7 separate regions of the Mus musculus genome follow, and all the other regions are linked to region 6. Evidence: chromatin contacts called from public promoter capture Hi-C data. All regions are on one chromosome and are shown on one strand. The core of a region is the stretch at or near the end of the contact, and the rest is flanking DNA. Distances in the headings are between cores, read along the strand shown.

The links. Promoter capture Hi-C pulls out the DNA fragments that hold promoters and counts their contacts. Capture Hi-C pulls out chosen DNA fragments and counts their contacts.
Region 1: a contact with region 6 is called in a promoter capture Hi-C map of liver, with 4 times the contacts expected there. The contact joins the promoter of Olfr525 here to the promoter of Zfp941 in region 6. A contact is called at or near these places in 14 of 39 promoter capture datasets (the 3T3-L1 cell line, 3T3-L1-derived adipocytes, the HPC-7 cell line and 8 more), 2 of 484 Hi-C or Micro-C datasets (both in cortical neurons), 3 of 115 datasets of contacts at active chromatin or transcription factors (CD8 T cells and embryonic stem cells) and 1 of 9 other capture datasets (pancreatic islet).
Region 2: a promoter capture Hi-C map of liver shows a contact between it and region 6, with 2.5 times the contacts expected there. The contact joins the promoter of Pkp3 here to the promoter of Zfp941 in region 6. A contact is called at or near these places in 15 of 39 promoter capture datasets (the 3T3-L1 cell line, 3T3-L1-derived adipocytes, the C10 cell line and 10 more), 4 of 484 Hi-C or Micro-C datasets (bone marrow-derived macrophages, epidermal suprabasal cells, liver and 1 more), 8 of 115 datasets of contacts at active chromatin or transcription factors (embryonic forebrain, embryonic stem cells, neural progenitor cells and 2 more) and 3 of 9 other capture datasets (adipose tissue, liver and pancreatic islet).
Region 3: a promoter capture Hi-C map of neutrophils shows a contact between it and region 6, with 4 times the contacts expected there. The contact joins the promoter of Sigirr here to the promoter of Zfp941 in region 6. A contact is called at or near these places in 21 of 39 promoter capture datasets (the 3T3-L1 cell line, 3T3-L1-derived adipocytes, the C10 cell line and 12 more), 2 of 115 datasets of contacts at active chromatin or transcription factors (embryonic stem cells and pancreatic cancer cells) and 3 of 9 other capture datasets (adipose tissue, liver and pancreatic islet).
Region 4: a promoter capture Hi-C map of liver shows a contact between it and region 6, with 4 times the contacts expected there. The contact joins the promoter of Rnh1 here to the promoter of Zfp941 in region 6. A contact is called at or near these places in 22 of 39 promoter capture datasets (the 3T3-L1 cell line, the C10 cell line, the HPC-7 cell line and 14 more), 1 of 15 datasets of contacts at CTCF or cohesin (the NIH/3T3 cell line), 8 of 484 Hi-C or Micro-C datasets (the CH12 cell line, cerebral cortex, cortical neurons and 4 more), 12 of 115 datasets of contacts at active chromatin or transcription factors (bone marrow-derived macrophages, embryonic basal ganglia, embryonic forebrain and 7 more) and 3 of 9 other capture datasets (adipose tissue, macrophages and pancreatic islet).
Region 5: a contact with region 6 is called in a promoter capture Hi-C map of pancreatic islet. The contact joins the promoter of Phrf1 here to the promoter of Zfp941 in region 6. A contact is called at or near these places in 8 of 39 promoter capture datasets (embryonic stem cells, hippocampal neurons, liver and 1 more), 3 of 115 datasets of contacts at active chromatin or transcription factors (all in embryonic stem cells) and 1 of 9 other capture datasets (pancreatic islet).
Region 7: a promoter capture Hi-C map of embryonic stem cells shows a contact between it and region 6, with 2.4 times the contacts expected there. The contact joins the promoter of Drd4 here to the promoter of Zfp941 in region 6. A contact is called at or near these places in 3 of 39 promoter capture datasets (cranial neural crest, embryonic stem cells and pre-B cells).

What each region holds. Positions count from the first base shown.
Region 1 is chr7:140,321,273-140,323,972 of GRCm38.p6, reverse strand. Olfr525 (olfactory receptor 525) reads right to left here and starts at 1,272. Exons shown (of 1, transcript NM_146956.1): 1 at 343-1,272. The coding sequence starts at 1,272. The coding sequence ends at 343.
Region 2 is chr7:141,078,389-141,081,088 of GRCm38.p6, reverse strand. It overlaps Pkp3 (plakophilin 3), which reads right to left and starts at 1,320. Exons shown (of 13, transcript NM_019762.2): 1 at 988-1,320. The coding sequence starts at 1,219.
Region 3 is chr7:141,099,232-141,101,931 of GRCm38.p6, reverse strand. Sigirr (single immunoglobulin and toll-interleukin 1 receptor (TIR) domain) reads left to right here and starts at 1,386. Exons shown (of 10, transcript NM_001355055.1): 1 at 1,386-1,453. Ano9 (anoctamin 9) reads left to right here. Exons shown (of 24, transcript NM_178381.3): 24 at 5-713. The coding sequence ends at 32.
Region 4 is chr7:141,167,593-141,170,292 of GRCm38.p6, reverse strand. It overlaps Rnh1 (ribonuclease/angiogenin inhibitor 1), which reads left to right and starts at 1,357. Exons shown (of 10, transcript NM_145135.3): 1 at 1,357-1,617.
Region 5 is chr7:141,227,409-141,230,108 of GRCm38.p6, reverse strand. Phrf1 (PHD and ring finger domains 1) reads right to left here and starts at 1,321. Exons shown (of 18, transcript NM_001081118.1): 1 at 1,218-1,321. Gm51460 reads left to right here and starts at 493. Exons shown (of 1, transcript XM_030243134.1): 1 at 493-1,903. The coding sequence starts at 898. The coding sequence ends at 1,386.
Region 6 is chr7:140,820,831-140,823,530 of GRCm38.p6, reverse strand. Zfp941 (zinc finger protein 941) reads left to right here and starts at 1,353. Exons shown (of 3, transcript NM_001001180.2): 1 at 1,353-1,496. The coding sequence starts at 1,494.
Region 7 is chr7:141,290,644-141,293,343 of GRCm38.p6, reverse strand. Drd4 (dopamine receptor D4) reads right to left here and starts at 1,326. Exons shown (of 4, transcript NM_007878.3): 1 at 1,031-1,326. The coding sequence starts at 1,306.

The DNA.
Region 1 (2,700 bases), core at 23-2,522, 500 kb after region 6:
TCAGAGGTGTAAGGACCATGGTGCCACCAGACACACTTCTCAAGTCCAAACTAAGAGGACTTAGTCCAATATCCGGGTCTGGGTGATTTTCTCCAATGCATGATACCAAAAAGCTCTACGTAAGAGATAGCTACCCAGGATATAAACACACAGCCTACCCCAAACCTGGATGTCCTCACTTCCAAAAGAAAATGGCCAGTGGCTCCTCCAATGAGAGCACAGAAGATGTACATCCATATGAATTACCTATCTGTTCTCTGACAGGACATCAGATTCTCAGTCACACATCCCAAATAGTTCATCAACAGCTTGATCAAGTCACATTTGTTGCCTTCTGCCTCCTCATTGGAAACAGGGAAATAACTTTTTGAGGGCAACTTTGACATCCTTGTTCCTTAGAGAATAAATGGCGGGGTTCAGGGTAGGGCTGACTGCTGTGTACAATAAAGCAACTACTTTGCCATTCTCCAAGGAGGATCCGGAGCCAGGCTGCAAATAGGTGTAGATGACGGTGGAGTAGTACAGGACAACCACCACCAGGTGGGCAGAGCAGGTAGAGAAGGCTCGCTTCTTGCCCTCTGTGGAGCGGATGCGCAGGATGCTGGTGATGATGAAGCTATAGGATATCATAGTCAACAGAAAGTTGACCACACCAAAATAAACATCTGCAATGACAATCATGATGTTGTTGAGGGTGGTTGGGCTGCAAGACAGAAGCAGCAGTGTTGGGACTTCACATAAAAAGTGACGAATTTGGTTGGGGCCACAGAAATTGAGTCGTGCCATCAAGCCAGTGTGCACAGATGTGCTGGCTGCACTGATGACCCACACACTGCCGGCGAGCAGGACACAGATGGGCCAGCTCATCAGCATGCTGTAGTGCAGTGGGCGACAGATGGCCACATAGCGGTCATAGGCCATGGCAGTGAGCAGCAGCAGCTCAGCCCCTAGAAACCAGGTCAGGAAAAAGAGTTGGGTCATGCATCCCTTATAAGAAATGTGGCTGCTCTTACCCACCAAACCCTCCAGCAGCTTGGGAAGAACAGTGGATGTACAGACGATGTCCAACAGGGCCAGGTTTGCAAGGAAGAAGTACATGGGGGTGTGAAGGCTTGAGTTGAGGCTGATGGCTATGATGATGAGGGTGTTTCCTGCAAGAGCCAGGATGTAAAGAAGCAAGAAAAAGGCCAAGAAGAGAGCCTGGAGCCCAGGGTCCTCAGAGAGTCCCTGCAGGACAAACTCCACCACAGTTGTGTAATTGTTTATTTCCATTTGAGAGTGAGTCCTGGGAGTTACTGTGACACAGATGGGATGGTCAAGGAGACACCAGGTGTGAGGCAGCCATCATTTCACACTGGGTTCAGACAGCCGTGAGTAGGAGTGCTTCTCAATGCTCTGTTTCTGTAGAATTGATAACATCATCTCTCAACACAGTGTGACAGTGTGAGCATGAACTCTCCACTCTGTACACAGTAGACCCAGAACAGAAGGAACCCCTGCCTGTGATGGGCAATATCCATCTACAGCTTCTGTTTGATTTAACATAGATCATGCCCTATGATACTCTGAGAACTGGAGCTCCTTTCAGCATGTACACCAGGCAGCTAAGGCATACTAAGGGGCAGTCTGTTCCACAGCATAGACCTTTTGAACCTAGAGAAGACCAACCTTATCAAGGAGTGGGCCAGGGTTCTCAGAGGCAGGCATAAAAACAGTTCCAGGATGTATGTTTTGGGGTCGTGATAGATTCAGAACACGAAGCTGTTACAGAATGGCATGTAGGTGGTACAGATGGCCCTGGCTCTTGGGGAATGAATATAACCCTTTTGTAAATACCAGAACTGTCTATTTCTACGTGGCCACTCTAAATCACTCCCTTGAGGATGACAAACCCAGCGAGGACAACAGGTATCACTCACTACCCTGGGAAGGCTTGTGCCTGCCAGAGAAGGTATCAGGCTGTGCCAGGACTGGAAACAACATGAAAGGCATGGACCTGGCTTCACGCCAGCCCCCAATTTCTAGGCTATCACTCCTACCCAGCTTCAAGTCTATCTTCCCCTCACCTTATACACATATATCTCTAATCATCCAGGACTCTCCAAGCATATGGGCCTCTCAGGTAGAGAAGAATAGGAACTGATCAGCATGCAGAGAAAGAGCTCTGCCCCTTTCTACTATCTGATGGGAATGAGCAGGCCCACACCCATCCTGGAGACTCCATGAGTGGGATGTTGGCTACATGAAAACAAAGAAGTCACAAAGGGTATGTGAAAACAAAGAAGTCACAAAGGGTATGTGCTGAACAAGGAAGACACTTTCCCCCTGTGATTGCACAGATCAAGGTCTTTCTCCTACAGGGTGAACTTAAGAGAAGGACCTGAGCCTATGATTCCCCAACCCCTCCTATTGAAGAGCTAAGCTACCCATAGAAACTTCAAGACCCATACTTGTGCCCACAAAAGGAAAGATTTATCTGTGAGCCTTCCCTGCAGATCCCAGGGGCCTCATACAGAAGGCAGGGCCTCTCAACTGAACCCCCCAAATTCCCTCTGTCTACATCTCAACCCTAGTAACTGTCTGCTTCTAACTATTCAGGCCACAGGTGGCTCTGAGTTCTGAACTCTGTACCAGATCCACAGGAAACCACCATGCCTCTTTAGAGACCCAAATCTGCCTCAGAGCCAAGCCACAAGGCAA
Region 2 (2,700 bases), core at 71-2,570, 260 kb before region 6:
TAGGGGGCACACCCCAGCCTGGGGACCTTACGCCCACCCTCAAATTACTATCCTCCTCCCCCTAATTGGCAGGGTAGCCAAGTGATAATTAACCCCTCCGTGTACCCTCCCCCACCCCATGACCCCTGGGCATCAACTTGGCTCCAGAAAGACTTAGGCTCAGATTTTAGGCAGCAATCCAGCTCCTGACCTGCCCTTCTGCCAGACAACCCTCTCCTTCTGGCCAGACATCATGGGACCACTGAGAACTGAGGGCTGGACCTCCGAACAGAGGTTCATTGTACTGGCTAAATTTAATTCCTGTTGTTGTAGCCTGGCAGGTATGGAAAGGATGTTTCTGGAGTGACTGCCTTGAGCCCAGCCTGTCTGAGTGACCCTCTAACACACACAAAGACACAGACACAGACACACACACACACACACACACACACACACACACTGCCCCTGAGGAGTACCCTTTGGGCTATTCTCATGAAGTGTATCTGGGTCACTCCTGGTAGGCCCAGTTCTGCAATTCCTCAGGGAGCCCCTGCTCCAGACAGACCTGGGCTCTATCCAGGATCACCCCTCTCTCACATGCTGTTACCATTTGGTCAGGAGGCACTCTGGCCTCTCTGAGACCTCAAGTATGCCTGTGTTCTGTGGTGCTGGGAGGGAATGTGTTTGGGGGTTTGCCGACAGGTGGGCCTGGCTGCTCACCTTGTGCCTCCAAGTCTTTCCAACTTAGGGAGTGGGTAGGCCCAGCCCCAGGACCCCTGTCCCGGCTGGGGAAGGAGAGATGCCCCACCCAGGCTACTCCCTATGCCTGCTGGGGCGGGGCAGTGACTCAGAACAGGCCTCTGTAAGGTGAGTCAAAGCCTGAACCCCGAGCTTGGACGGCTTCTGCCCCTGGCACCACCACTCCTGCCCTGGCCACCTCCACCGGCCACTGTCACCACTACCAACTTCATTACCCTCTGTCGCCTACCATACCCAAAGTTGGCCTACCTCTGGCGCTCTCCGCGGAGCCATCAAGCTCAGCAGACCCATTGTGCCGCGACTGCTGGCCCAGCTGCAGGAGGCGGGCTCGGACTTGCTCCTGGACTCTGGCAGCTCTAAGTCGATCAGCCTCCGGTCCCTCCGCACCCCGGCGATCCAGCTGTAGGTCCGAAGGCAGAGCCAGGGAGCAAACACCAGTCTCAGGCTGCAGGGCAGACAGCAGGAAGTTACCTTCCTGCATAGTGACAGGGGCGACTAGCCAGCCCACCTGTCCTGGGCCTCTCCCGGTCTTGTCCCTCGAGGCCCGGTTCCAGAGTCTCTTCCTGGCTGGCTCTCATAGACAGACGCCCGCCCGCCCGCCCAGCCCAGAGCTTGGCTGGGGGCGGGGACACCTGGGCCAGGTGGGAGGGAGGGGCCTCTGCCTGCTTAAGGTGGAATTTGGGCGGAAGAACTGGCCCTGCGTGTCCTCAAGTCGCCTGGCCTTCCCTTTCCTCCTGTCCCAGGGCCACAGGAACGTGGGTTCTACTTGCTCTCAGTCTTCCAAGTCCAGACCAAACCCCATGGGTGCCAGCGTTCTCAGTTTGAGAGTAGGGCAGGGAGCCTGTGGGAGCCTGTCACTACAAGCCATATGAGAAGGAATGTCCCAGCCTGGGGGGTTGGGAGCTCTAGAGTACCAAAGACCAAGCAGCTTCCAAGACAGCTGGACCCAGGCTTGTTGAGGTCCCAGCAGGGTTGGCATCCAGACACAGTTTCAGGTTTACAGAGTCCGGATAGAGGATAAAGAACTTGAGTGCTAGAGTTTTAGGGTCAAGAGCAGTACCATGATGGCCCTAAACCTGGGCCTGACAACTCAATAAGAGAGCCCAGTGAGGTAGACATATGTCCACCCCCTGACCTGCGAATCTGGAAACTCACCCCAGCCTCTACCTGTACAGAGGCTTCAGAAGGGCTGCTTGGCCCTCTCTGGCATCTCTCCCCAGCTTCTGCCCCCCAGGCCTGGGGTGGGAGGCCCCGTTCCCAACATCTGAGTCATGGCTGGCAGGCGGGGCTGCCCCAGGGGGTTGACTCAGAGGGGCCTAGGCTCATGTCAGCACCTGCCAGGCTGGGGGGCCAGGAGGTTTGGGGGGAGAGCTGGGCTAGAGAAAGCGGGGAGACTGGAAGTGAGGGGCACCAAAGCTTGTTCCTAGAAGGTCTCCCAAGCACCCCTGTCAGGTAGGCTAGCATGCTGTGAGTTAGGCCGGCCATCTAGGTAGATTGGGAAGGTTAAAAGACAAAACTAGGAAAGTTGGCGTATGGGAACAAGTTGCCTCACGTTCCCTGGGACTTCCCTTAAGTATTCCTGGGTCTCTATCCTAAGGGCTGTACTTTTCTAAAATCTAGTCCCTGGGCTCAGCCTGAGCTCTCTGTCCCACACCAGGCCCTTTAAGAGTCCTGGACTCTTAAAGACATTAACAGAGGGTGACTAGGCGCAGAGTCCTGGAAACGGAGAGTGCTCAGAGAATGACAGCATCCAGGACAGGATCAGGATGAGTAGGAAGGGCTAGAGGATGGGAGTCAGAGGTCAGAGGTCAGAGATTGCTGGGGAGAGAGCACCGAGGGTGAAGCCCCCTACCCCCAGGATAGAATCTGGCGGGGATCTACTGGTTGTGGCTGGAGGCAGGGGCTGGGCAACCTACCTTGCCGCTGGTCTGGCCCCCACTGGCTCCCTGGCTCATTCTGGAG
Region 3 (2,700 bases), core at 137-2,636, 280 kb before region 6:
GCAGCTTCAGTTCCAGGAGCACGGATGTATAGACGACCTGGGGCAGGTGGAGAAATGCCACTTTCCAGGAGCCTGGACTAGGAATAAGTCCCCACCTCTACAGCTTGCCCCTATCCATAACAATGTGTATGTATGTGTTGAGGGAGGCTGTAAAATGGCCCATGTATATGTAGGATCCTGGATGGTCTACATATATGTTAATACATGAAGATCAAAGGAGGGCCTAGACTATATGTAGGTGTATATGGGCATCCTACGAAGCCCATGTGTATATGTTAACCACGGGAGACTTGTATATGTAGGGATCATTGAAATCCATGTATATTTAGGGTATTTATGAACGGCACAGATGTGCCTGTGGGGTTTGCTTCAACTTTCCTACGGTTCAGATTGGTACAGACCTGACTTGAGACTCTTGAATGACCCTAGTACCTATAGAACTGCAGGTTGCTCATAAAACCCCCATGCAGTAAAATTAGCCTAAATGCCATGGACCTCCTGGCTTCTGGGCCTCAGATCCTGCTCTGTGGCCTCCTGCTTTGTGGGAAGCCATGGACCTCCTGGCTTCTGGGCCTCAGATCCTGCTCTGTGGCCTCCTGCTTTGTGGGAAGCCTAGAGAGTAACTTCTGGATCCCCTCCCTCCCAGTTAACCTGGATCCGTACAGCGGCAAAACTTTTTACAAGCAAAATAAACCTGTGTGTATTGATTTCTGAGCCTCATGATGTAGATCCAGTTTCTAGAGATTATTTCTTCCCTGGGCTAGATTGAGATGGGATGAATTATGGCAGCCTGGGGCCACCTGGCTCTTCTTTGGTTTGCCTCATTGTCTTTGGTTTTTGTTTGGTTGGTTGGTTGGTTTTTCAAGACAGGGTTTCTCTCTATAGCCCTGGCTGTCCTGGAATTCACTTTGTAGACCAGGCTGGCCTCGAACTCAGAAATCCGCCTGCCTCTGCCTCCCGAGTGCTGGGATTAAAGGCATGCGTCACCACCGCCCGGCTTTGCCTCTTTGTCTAAGCGCGGGGCACCTTATGGAAGAAGGTTCTTCCAAATATCTGGGGTTTTGAGTGGCAAGAGAAGACACGGGGTCAGTTATGAGTGGGATGTGAATCAAGAAAGACTTTCTGGAGGAAAAGGAAGAGTTTGGGCTGGAGAGGCAAAACACCATGACAGTCAGCAGGGTGGCCCTTTGCGGGTTGCGCTGGTTGGGCTCCTTTGGTCAAACCAAACCCTGCCCCTAAGCCGGGAAGTTTGAAGATCCCGGGACGGAACTTCCTACACTCACCAGCACTAGCCTCAGGCTTAAAGCGGGACACTAGGTCCGCCCTAGCCCTGCCTGCGGGGCGGGGCTGCACCTGCCGCTGGGTCTGTCGCCGCTGCGCACCTCGGACAGGTAAACTGTCAGCTTCCGCGCGAGTCTCAGGTGGGTGGCAGTCGTGACTCAGACACGCGGAGGTGAGTAGAGGTCCTGGTTCCTGGAGCCGCTCCAGTTTTAGGGTTGAGGACCTGGGAGCACTTTGCTCCGAGGAGCCTTGGGGCCATGGTCCCGCAGGAAGTAGCTCTGAACCAGACGGGTTTCCCGCTCAGCCCGGAAGCTCGAGAGCACTGCGTCCAGTCCCCTTCTCTGGCCTTGCTCTTTTCATTCTGCCCAACATGGTCAATAGCTTCCTCTTGATTTAAGTGCAAGCCTGTAGAGGCGGGCGAGGGGTCGTAATACCTCGCCTTCGCTCCCAACAAACGTATCTCAAACCTAAGCAAGTCTAGGACACCTGAGCAGAGTGAGAGGCTGGCAGGGACCCGGGCTCGCGGGGACCCTAGCAGAGCCTTCGCCTCCTGTGAGCGCCAGCGTTCGGTGCGCGCCCAGACTAGCTGTCGGCGCGCTTCCGCTCTCCGTGCGCGTCCCCATCTTCTGCACGCGTGCCTGATAGGTCGGCTTGCCTCACCTGTTGAGTTCCGGGAAACAGGTCGTGCGCCACCCGCAGAAGACCAAGGGCAAGAAGTAGGAGCTGGATGAACTCGGGGAATTGGTCTCCTCGAGGCCTTTTATGCACACTCCTTTCTTTAAAGAAAGATATGTGGGGATCCAACACACACCAGAAACAGGGGCGGCGCAAGAGTAGCGCTGAGCAGCACCCAGGTGTCGAGATGCTGAGCAGCAAAAAACCGGATCCACAAGTGGGGAGCGGGCCTGGGGCTTCGAGCTCCGAAGCTCCAGAACACTCACTCATCTGATAGCACAGGATGCCCCTATAGCTCAAGGACTGTGCCTCCAGGACCTGGGCCTTCCAGGAACCTCAAAATACGGAGGCAATGCTGAGTGATCCGAGGGTCTAGGCTGGGATTTAAATTCTGAGGCCCTGGAGTGCCTTCAAAAGACTGCAGAGGCAAATATCTGAGGCCATCTGAGTTTTTATGCAAGAGTGGCCTGAGGCTGGGGTATGGGATAGAACAGTGGTTCTCAACCTTCCTTTAATACAGTTCTTGTTGTGGTGACTCCCAACCATAAAGTTATTTTTGTTGCTACTTCATAACTAATTTTGCTACTGTTATGAAGCTGCAACTCTTTAATCTTTAATACAATTCCCCATGTTGTGGTGACCCCCAACCATAAGGTTATTTTTTTTTCTTTTTTTTGGGGGGGGGGTTCGAGACAGGATTTCTCTGTGTATCCCTGGCTGTCCTGGAACTCACTTTGTAGACCA
Region 4 (2,700 bases), core at 108-2,607, 350 kb before region 6:
GTACATTGAAGGGTACATCAGAGAGATTGGTACAACAAGAGGAAGGAAGCTTTTCTGTAAGTCCAAGATGCCAACTGATGACATTCTTGGCTTTTGGTTAGTGGAAGCTACTGGTCTGCTAAAGGATTCCAAAAGGATGCTGGGTGTGGTGACACTTGCCTTTCCTACCAGCAGTCAGGGGGAAGAGGAAGCCACATCTCTGTGAGTTGTAGGCCAGCCTGATCACAAGATATTAGTTGCAACACAGGTAGGCAAGGAAGAGCTGTTCTAGAGGGGTAGAACTAGCCCAGGATAAGGCAGCCTCTGGAACTGCACCAGCCCAATTTCTCCACAGCACTGAAACTCTAATCAGCCAGTCTCTGTAGATACAGCTTCTTTTCAGGAATTCTCCTTCATGGCAGCAACAAATAAAGGCTGGCTGGCCAAAGTTTTCCTTCTAATTGGGCAGGCTTTAATCTTTCCCCAAAGAACTGATCCCCAACTTCACAGGTCAGTTGTTGGTATTGGTTCCATGAGGATGGCTCTGCAGCGATGAAGATTAAGCTCTGTCTGTAGTGGCCACTGCACAGGGTTTATGAAGCTGAGTTCCAGCCTCTTTTCTTGCCTGTCTCTTTGCCTCCTTCTCTCCCTTCAGGGCTCCCTGTCCCAGGTCTTTTAGGGAACACAATTCCTGATTTCCTATGCTGGCCTGCTAGACTCTCCTTTACTTGTATTATTAAAGTTCCCGGAGGGACTCAGAACAGCATCTGGCAAATGACAAGTGTTTAACAAACACTTAGGTGGATGGATGCCAGTTCCTTGGCAAGGGTGTGTGTGGCCATTTGTGCAAGAGAGCAGGGCTCCTGAGTGACAAACTCTCAATGCTGACTTTTTCCACAGTGCTAGAATCCCAGCACTCAGGAAGCAAATCTGCATGTTCAAGGCCCTCCTGGGCTACACATCAAGACCTTATTTCAAAAATACAGAAACCAAAAGCAAATCCTATAACTTGGGAGTATGTTACAAAGTTTAAACATGGGCTGGAGGGATGGCTTAGGACACTGCTCTTCCAGAGCACCCAGGTGTAGTTCCCAACACCTGAATGGTGGCCATTCCCCAAGAATCTGATACCCTCTTCTGGCCTTCCTGGGCACGATGCACAGATATATATGCAGATGAAGCATTCATATATAAACGATATTTAAGACAAATATCAGAAATGCTTAGTGACGAAATGCTTGAGAGCCCCATGCATCAGAGGCTCTCGACATCCCAAGCCCTATCCCCAGGGAGAAAGGCTGTTCATAATGAACACTGTTCTAGCCATGAAAACCTGGTCGGCCTGTAGGAGAGATGGGTGTGTTCATACCAGAAGCTCTCATCACAGTCACACCCATTTCGTGGCAGCTGTGGATCATTTTACGTATTTTTAGTCAGGCTCAAAGAAGTGACTCAGGTTTGTCAAGTTCTGTTCCCAAAGTGCAGCCTGCATGTGGGAGGGACAGACCTAGTGGGCGGTCTCCAGTAGGCAAAGTGAAAGGCTAGTTGGGGCCAGAGAAAGAGAAGCGGCGAAAGTCTCTACGCCCCGCCCTGGGCGGAAGAAAACGGATCGTCTGGGACCTCTTGCAGCGGCACCAGGTGAGCAAGGGCCATGTTCCGGGGCGCCCGGCTGCCTTTGAGAGTTTTTTTCGGGTCCCTTCCTGGCCCTCTTAATACGTGGCAGAGCGGCTGGACCAGAAGGTTTGAGGGATCAAAAAATTGGGCGGGGGCGGGATCACGGGCCCGGCGAGTCTCTGAGGCCTGTTCCTCCCTTAGGGTGACACATTTGTGCCTCAGAGGAGCCTTGCTTGGTGCTTGAAGGCTGACCTCATAGCTCCGTCGCCAGCGACCTGTTCGCTCGCTCACTTTAAGGCCCAAAGAGGGTGTCTTCAGATCCTAGGATTAACCCAACAGCTAGGAGCAGCTAGTTAGCAATATCCAATCACATCAAAGCAGAGGCCTGAATCATGCTTCTAAGCCAGGCTGGTGGGACCTCCTGCCTGGTCCCAAGGCCAAACAGGGGGAGGAGTGTGGGAGAAGAACCAGCTGCCTGGGTTCTTTCACATCCCTTGCCCCTGACCTCAGATGATCGTCAGGACTGGCTGGCACCCTGCCTCCCATAAAGTCCAGTCCTGTGCTTTCCTCAAAGGTAGATACTCTAGGACCCTGTAGTCTGTAGTGCATAAGAGAGCAGGTGTGGGTTGCACCTGTGACTAGAAGTACTGTAGCTACCCCACCCCAGTGGCAGTGCCCTAGTGATGACTGGCTTTGGATGACACATCTGATCCAGGCAGTGCTGGTTTTACTCCCTGGCGAGTTGTGGGTGGGGCTAACTGGTTTCTCCATGCCCTGGCTATATGTCCACAGTGAGTTATCTCTGCCGTTGCCTCAGTTTTCCCTGTCACTAGCCCTTGTGTCAATATGTGTAAAGTGCTCCTGGTTAGCATTAAGGGGGTATCCTCCTAGCCCTGGGAAGGAAGGGGAAGACCCCGTTAGTAAAGCCATGTTGTGCCAGGCACTGTAACTTCACACAGAGCTGTTTGCCAGTTTCGGTAACTGTTATAGAGAGCAGCTGAAGTGACTTCTGTTTCTCTTAAACAGAACCTAGTACCGCTCTCCCTTCAGTGCTAGGAGCACAGCACTGATCTCTTCTTTCAAGCCTTCCAGGATACCCACATGCTG
Region 5 (2,700 bases), core at 72-2,571, 410 kb before region 6:
AGAAAAACAAAACAAAACAAAACAGCATAAGAAAGCTGAAAAATAGGGCTCAAGATCAGGGGCCCCAGATCCTAGAGGTCCATCGGCCTCAAGAACACACAGGCTATCCACTCAAAGCCACAGGGAAGGGCGAAACCCTTCTCCAAGAGGTCAAAGGCCAGGAGAAGAGCTGATGGTCTCTAAACACAGAGGGCATAACTTAAGGAATGTCAATTGTCACATGTTGCTCCTGCCTGGGAACAGTAAAGGGAGAAGAGTTCTGATAAACTATCTTACGTCTACCTGGTGCTCAGAGAATTTGCCACAGACTCCTGCTGAAACACACCGTCTCTGATATTAGAAAATGCAGACTGAGATAGACACAGAGCTTTGGCCCATTCATGACGGGGACCTCGGTCATGGTCCCAGTTTTCAGAAAAGAGGAGCTATAAGGAACTCTGTGAACCTCACTCACACAAGTCTTGGCTTTCTCTCAGTGCTGAGTGACGCCACAGGTTGCCCTTTTCACTCAGCATTCTTCCCAGAGGAATGAGTATAGAGTGGTCTATGGGGAGAAAGGAGGAATGCCGAGCTGCAAGTCAATCTCAAACTCCAACTGTGCTTCCAACCACTGGCCAAGATGACAGTCGCCAGACACGTTACTGTTTTCTGTTGCAGAGTACTCCTTTCAAGACACGATGGGAGCAACCCGGGGTTCAAACACAAGACAGGAAGACAGGTTTGAAAGCAATGTTGGCTCTGCCACTCTGCAGCGATGTAACACTGACAAGTGACTTTACCTCTCCGAACTATGGCTGTAAAGCTCCGACAGTGGTGCCTACTCGAGAATGCTGGGAGGGCTCCTCGAACTAAGGAAAACGATAATCGCGACATCAAGCACAATTTGGGCAAGTTCAGATGGTGCTGGCCAGGGCGAGGGCCATCAGGACAGAAAACCAGGTAGCTAGGGGTCACACCTTTCTTATGCACCAGTCCAGGTTCCCGCATGACCAGACAGGTGGCCGGCACCACGCCCATGGGCCTCCCGGTCGCAGCCGGACGTTCCGGGGCTCAGCTCGAGGCCTCAGCCACCCTCTCGTCCTCCGGACCGACCCGCGGCCAGAGCGACGTAGGCCTAGCCGGCCCGGAAGGCCACAGACAAAGCGTACGGCCACCATAGGTGGCCCGCGCGGCCGGACGCGACAGGGACACCGGGCCAGAGCGGCTACCGCACGTACCCGGGAACCTCGCGCCTCCCGGACGCTCCTAGACGATCCCGCCTCTGTCCGAACACGACCGCAAGTAGGCCGGTCAGCCGCCGCCGCCGTCGCCGCGCGCTCCCCGACCCGGAAGTGCACCCATACTCTTCCGGAACTTTCTGCCCTGCCCGTTGGTGGAAACTACTAAGGCCAAAACGGGGAGGAACTCGCGGCGGAGGATGACGAGACGTTAGCGCGTCCCCTTCCTCTCAGAACACCGACTAGCCCATCACAAGTACTGTCAGAGGAGAGCAGTGTTTTGCTGAGCGTGTGCTGTCCGAGCTCTCACCAGTGCACTAAACCAGGCTGTGGGTCTCACCTCCATGCAGTTGGTACAGTCCGACTCCCCATCCGCCGCGATGAATGGGAGCGGCCCCGGGACCACGTCTCCGCCCACAACCGTCCCGCCCTCCCGTGAGCGCCTCCTCCTGGTGGCTGGACTTAACTGCAGCCCGCGGCTGGAGGAGCGCTAGAGAAAAGCTTCAGGATGTCCCCTGGGTCTTCAGGTTCCCTTCCAGTATGCAGTTAATCATGATGGATCCTGTATATACGAGCTCCTCCGTCCCCTTCAGCCCGGCGAGGAGAGGCACAGTAACTTGTGAACACCGTGAAGAACTTAATTGTATGGCACAGATAATTAATAGAAAGAACAGAACTAGAGGTTACCGCCTGGCAGTAGGACACTTTCTTGCCTAGTACGCATAAAGGCCTGGTGAGAGGGGTCAAAGTATGGAGCATAATAGGATTAGGGGAAGAACCATGAGAGGACTCAGGGAAAATTCAGACCCACAAAACTGAGACTGACCTAGAGGCTGAGGGGATCAGAGGACACTGAGGTACTAAACAGGTGGCAATCATGGCTCACTGGACTCAACTGCCCATTTTGTGGTCCAGGGACCACTGTGGCTCAGAAGGGATGGCTTTTGATAGGAATAGAAGACAGACTGTAGCCGGGCAGTGGTGGTGCACGCTTTTAATCCCAGCACTTGGGATGCAGAGGCAGGCAGGCGGGTTTCTGAGTTCAAGGCCAGCCTGGTCTTCAGAGTGAGTTCCAGGACAGCCAGGGCTATACAGAGAAACCCTGTCTCGAAAACAACAAGAACAACAACAAAAAAAAAAAAGGAAAGAAAGAAAGAAAGAAAGAAAGAAAGAAAGAAAGAAAGAAAAAAAAAAAAAGAAAAGAAAAGAAAAGAAAAAGAAAGGAGGAGAAGACAGACTGTAGATTTACTGAGAAACTGGATGAGAGGGGCAGGGAGGAGAGGGAAGGAAGAATATGAAGATGAGGAGATAGGAGTCTACTTAGAAGAGGGAAAGCTAGGGTTATCCCCAGAGAGCAGAGGACAAAAGGCTGCCTTGGAGATAAAATGTGGTGGTAGTGGGGACCAGCTTTGGAACCTGGGACTTTCAGTGCTAAAAAGTCCAGATTCTACAAAGAAACTCAAGGGTAGGGTACTGAAGAAAA
Region 6 (2,700 bases), core at 104-2,603:
TTTACACTGGGCCTCACATTGTATATGTGGTGGGCATTCCTGCATTGAGGGATTGCCTCTCACGTCAAAGCTTAAGTTGCTTCCCGATAAAACAGTACTCCCAAATCACTTTTTATCAAAATAGTATTACTGATTTTTCACTTGGGTCCACATGGAGTAAATGCAGAGTAAATCAAAGCCTGGCAGTTCTGCTTTGAATTTGTATCTACCCCCTTTACACATCGCTTAGCGTTTACAATGTCCTGTTCCAGCTCCCAAGTCCCACTGGAATTCTTTGAATTCTAGAAACTACAGGACTGATAAATACCTCTAGGGAATAAAAATTACTTCCAAACAATTGAGGGCGCCTAGGATAGACCATCTCCAAATGCGGGCAGTTGAGGTTCTATAGAGAAGCAAGAGTCATAATGCAAACCAGATTGGTCTGCTAAGACCACCTTGCAGAACCCAAACTGATCATCAACCCAACCATACTTGACTACTAGGGATGATTAATTATACACACCGGCAGTGTCCTCTCCCTATTTCTCTCTAGTTAAACCTACATCTCACAAAGGCAGTCTTCAGGGACCACTGGAACCCTTATCATCTGGAAGAACAACCAGTGCTCCTAACCTATGAGCCATCTCTCCAGCCCCTTGTTTTATGTGAGTGCCCAGGGAATATGTGCACTTAAGTGCAGTGCTGGGGGAGGCCAGAAGTGGGCTGGAGGCATAGGCAGCTATGAGTCGGCTGGGTGCCAGGAACAGACCTAAGGTCCTCTGGAAGAACGAGTACTAGTTCTTAACCTCAGAAGCCGCCTCTTCTGAGCTTTCTAACATTTACTCTCTAGTTGTGTACTAGAACACTGTAACACCAGAGACTGGAAAGGTTAAGTGAATTTTAAAGATAGCGATCATTATATTCTTCTGTGTGAATATTTACAGATCATTTACATATCAATAAGTTGATATGACTATTTAAAGTTAAATTAAAATGCCATTTGATGGGCTTAAAGGTAACTATCATTATATTCCTCTGTATGAATATTTACAGATCAGTTACATATCAATAAATTGATAATGACTATGTAAAGTTAAATTAAAATGTCTTTTGATGGGCTATGTCCTCCTGGTGGAAAATTTGCCTTTAACATAGCTGCTGACAGAAGTCCTGGGCTCAATCCACCCAAACCAAATTGAAATTGAAACCCAAACCCAATGCAAAACAGATCAACAGCAATCATTTATTGCCATCCTAAGGTAGAGGAATTGGGCCTGGAGCCCTGTCCAATCAGAGGTGTTGTTTGATAACTGTCCAATTAGGAACGTGGCCAGAGCGGTGGGCAGGCTCTCAAAACCTCGCGTGCTTTCGCTGGAGCTGGCCATCTTTGGCACCTTTGGGAGCTCCTGCTGTTCTGCAGCAGAGGCACTGACGTTGTTAGGTGCTTTGTCATCCTGTGATCTGGTCCCAGAGGCACGCGTAGGGGCCCGGGATACTATAGAAGCGAGGAGATGGTGAGTGTCTGCCTGACGTCCTGGCGGGATCCAGCCTCCACAGGTCTCCCTGGAGGCTGCCCCAGGGTAGCGGGGGTTCCAACTCTCCTCCGTTTTGGGGCGGGGCTGTGCAGACAGTGGGGACTCTGGGTCTCGTCTGGTCCTTTTGCAGGGTGGTGCTAGGCGGACAGTGGGTCCCTGGTAAAGCTGTTAGTTGCCCACCCTGCGTAGTGTGCTCAGATCCTGCTGAGCGAGCCATCTCTGGGCGGCTGTGTTCCTGCCATACACTTCAGATGTGCTGATCACCGTGATCTCAGGGAAGGATTCCTATTGGCTGGCTTGTGTGGTTTCCATCAGCAGCTGGGCAAGAAAGATCCTGGAGCCAGATGCTGCTTTCTGCCATTTTGTTCTACATAGCTGATGAAAACTTGGTTAATGCGCAGTCGGCCAAATTTTCCACTATATTGATAACTGCTTTTTTCTTTATCTTGTGGAATTAACATTTTTATTGTTATTTTAGGTATACGCATGCACACACGCAAATGTGACGTGCTTGTGGATGAGGTCATTGGATCTGTTGGATCAGGGGTGGCAGTTGTGAGTCACCTGACATGGGCAATGGGAGCCAAACTGGTTCTCTGTAAGAACAGCAAGGGATTTTTAACCACTGATCCATCTCTCAAGCTTGGGGATTCCTTAAGTATCCTGCATAAATCATTATATTTGATTCAGAAGCTTTTAAAGTTCTGTGCTTGTTTTGCTTTTGAGAATGAAGGCTCACATTTATGGAAGGTACTGGCTGTACTCGTGAAGGGCCTGAAGCAGACCTTTGTGGGCAGCTTTTCATTGTAGCACATTTTCTTGTCATAGATATACACTCCTTTCTTTTATTTTTCAGGAAAAAAAAATCATATATTCCCAAGTGTCTTAAAAATCCAAAATATAGCTCAAAACAAATAGTTAATAAACAATAGGAAAAAAATTGAAAAAAGTGTAAGACTCAGATGTTGCTCTTAATTTGCGTTGTTAGGTGTGTGCATATTAATAGTGTCTGAAAAGAAAGCAAACCATAATTTTCAAATAGATTAGTAAGGGTTTTTTTTTTTTTTTGACAGTGTGTTTCCTTTTTTCTTTCTTCCTTTCTCTCTTTCTTTCTTTTTTTTTTTGTTTTTCGAGACAGGGTTTCTCTGTATAGCCCTGGCTGTCCTGGAACTCACTTTGTAGA
Region 7 (2,700 bases), core at 77-2,576, 470 kb before region 6:
CTTCACTTGCTGGACACATGGCAATTGTCCTGAGGACAAATGTGTCCTAAAAATACAAAGACCTCGCCGGGCTGTCTGTGAATCTGCTGCACGGAGTGTTCTTTTTCAAGGGCAAAGGAGCACACAGCCGTCTCAAACCAGCCGTCCCCAAATCCCTTCACACTGATTTGGGATGATTATGAGCTTAAGAATCATCACAGTGACGTCTGTGCCTTGGGGAGGACCTGGGGTCAAGTGTGGCCACTGGCCTCTGCTCCAGCTCCAGAACTCAGGGTCTTCTTTAGAAATACCATTCACCCCACCCCACCCTGCCCAAACCGTGGGCAGATAAGAATTGCCAGTAACCACAGCAGACCCACCTACGAGCCAGACCTGATCTGGGGTGTCTGTGTTCCAGGAGTCTCCAAAAGGTCCTGAACCCACTCCCTTTAGCGGCCCCTCAGGTTCAGTATCCTGCCCAGGCCTCTCTGCCTTCACCCTTTGCTGCTCCGAGCTCCTGGGAGCTGGGTGGCTGCAGGCTTTGGGCTTCTTCCGAAGGGTGAGAGTGAGCTGGCACAGGCTGGGGTGTGTGTGTGTGTGTGTGTGTGTGTGTGTGTGTGTGTGTGTGTGTGTTCCCAAAAGGCAGTAGTCATCGGTAGTGATGCTGATGCTGCGTGTCTGCACTTTCGCCTGTCTAGCTAGCTGTTTTTTGCCACAGGCTGGGGGATGCAGCATTTCTGCAGTGGAAGCCAGGGCTTAAATAGGAAGGACAATTTTCTGCGATTCTTGGTTTTAGGGACACGAGTCCTCTCTGGGTAGGTAGCTCTCAGACAGAGTAGGAAGGAATCCAGAGGATGGTAGGGTGACGGACAAGAGGAAAAGTAGGCGAAAGATTCTGAAGAGCGGGAGAGAGTGGATAGTCAGGAGTGAGGAGACCTGACGTCCCTGCAAACACCCTGGCTCAAGGTGGCTGAGGGTCCAAGCGCGAAACTGCGCTGGGGCTGGGGGGCTGGGAGCAGTGGAGGTAGGGGAAGAGCGCACCGAGGCTCACCTCGGAGTAGACAAAGAGAGGCAGCACCAGCACCGCGAGGAGGAGGTCGGCAGCAGCCAGGCTCACGATGAAGTAGTTGGTGGGTGTCTGCAGCGTGCGCTCGGAGGCCACGCTCACGCACACGAGCGAGTTCCCTGCCAACACCAAGCCGATGAGCAGCACGCCCCCCACCAGCGCCGCCGCGCCCGCGCCCCCAAGCCCGGCGCCAGTCCCCAGGGATTCTGGCCCACGCCCGGCCAACAGCCCACCGTCCTCAGTAGCGCTGCTGTTCCCCATGGTGCCACTGCTGAACCCGCTCCGGGAGGCGCTGAGCCTGGGGATTTGCAGGCAGGGGCTACCCGGAATCCCGCCCCCAGCGCGTCCAGCCCCGCCCCGCCCCGGCTTGAATTTCTGAACTCTAGGAAATTGGCAGAGGGAGAAATGCTTCAATTCAAGAGAAATGAGCGAAGTGACTGGCATAAAAAGGCTAAGCAGCGGCTGATGTGTCCCCTCATCGGGGCTAGTTTGTGCTTCCAGAAACCTAGGTAGAAAAGCAGGTTGTCTGGACCAGATTCGTCAGAGCCAGCCATCCCATCCTGGCCAGGAGACAGGCCACTAAATTACCTGTCAAAAGCGGCTCTCCAAGATACCTTGGAGGATGTGGAGAACCTATCTATACTCCTGCACTGGGGTCCTTCCCACGTGGGAAACCATCAGCTCTGGTTCTGGAACAGGTTAAAGGCTCCTCGCCTCTTTCACTAACGGTTCTGGGCTTAGCAATACTGAGCAGCACACCAAGCTCATTCTCTGTGGGCAGATGTGCAGCAACTCTTGGGATCCAGGCCTTGGCTGGCCCTACTTTTCTCACCATCTCTCTTCCCAAGTCTCCATCAGTCAGTGCTTAAGCGGACCATGGTGAAATTGATAATTGGCACCTCCAAGGCCCAGTCTTAACTTTTTATCTAATATATTATTATTAATTTTATTATTGTTGTTGTTGACTTTTCAAGGCAGGGTTTCCCTGCGTATGTCCTAGAACTTATTCTGTACAGCAGGCTAGCACTGAACTCAGATCCTTCGGCCTCCCCTCTGTCTCCGGAGTGCTGGAATTAAAGAGTGTGGACCACCATGTCTGGTTCAGCCTTAAGCCTTAACCATCCTCTGTGGGCCGCTGAGTGGTTACCCCACTTCCTATCTTGACCCTCAGCTTCCTTGCATTTGATACTGTATGGCACGCTGACTACCAGGGTTACCTGACAAGGACTCTCTGAGCTGAGAGAACTCTCACATGGGGGCTCTTTTCCCAAGCCACATCTGGAGGCCATACTTTTCTCTGTGCCAGCACAGGAACCTAGGCTGGAACAGGACAGCACAGGTTGAGAGGACACTGTAGAATCAGGACAGGAGAAGAGACAGCAGCAAGGACAGTCCCTGGAAGATTGGGAGCCCTTGCAGTGAAAGTACCTGGGGACTATGCTGATGAAAGAATTTTTGTATATGGGCTTACTAATGCTGAGAGAGATTACCTGGAGTCCTGTGACTAAAGGGCTATCTTCAAGTGGAGGTAGACTGTAGTTGGTATTTGCTACTTTGTGGGTTCTTCTCTCTCCCACCCTTTATCTCCCCTCCCCCTGTTACACCCCCTATCACTAGATGGGAGGAAAAGAAAGAGAGAGGGGAGGTGGGAGAGA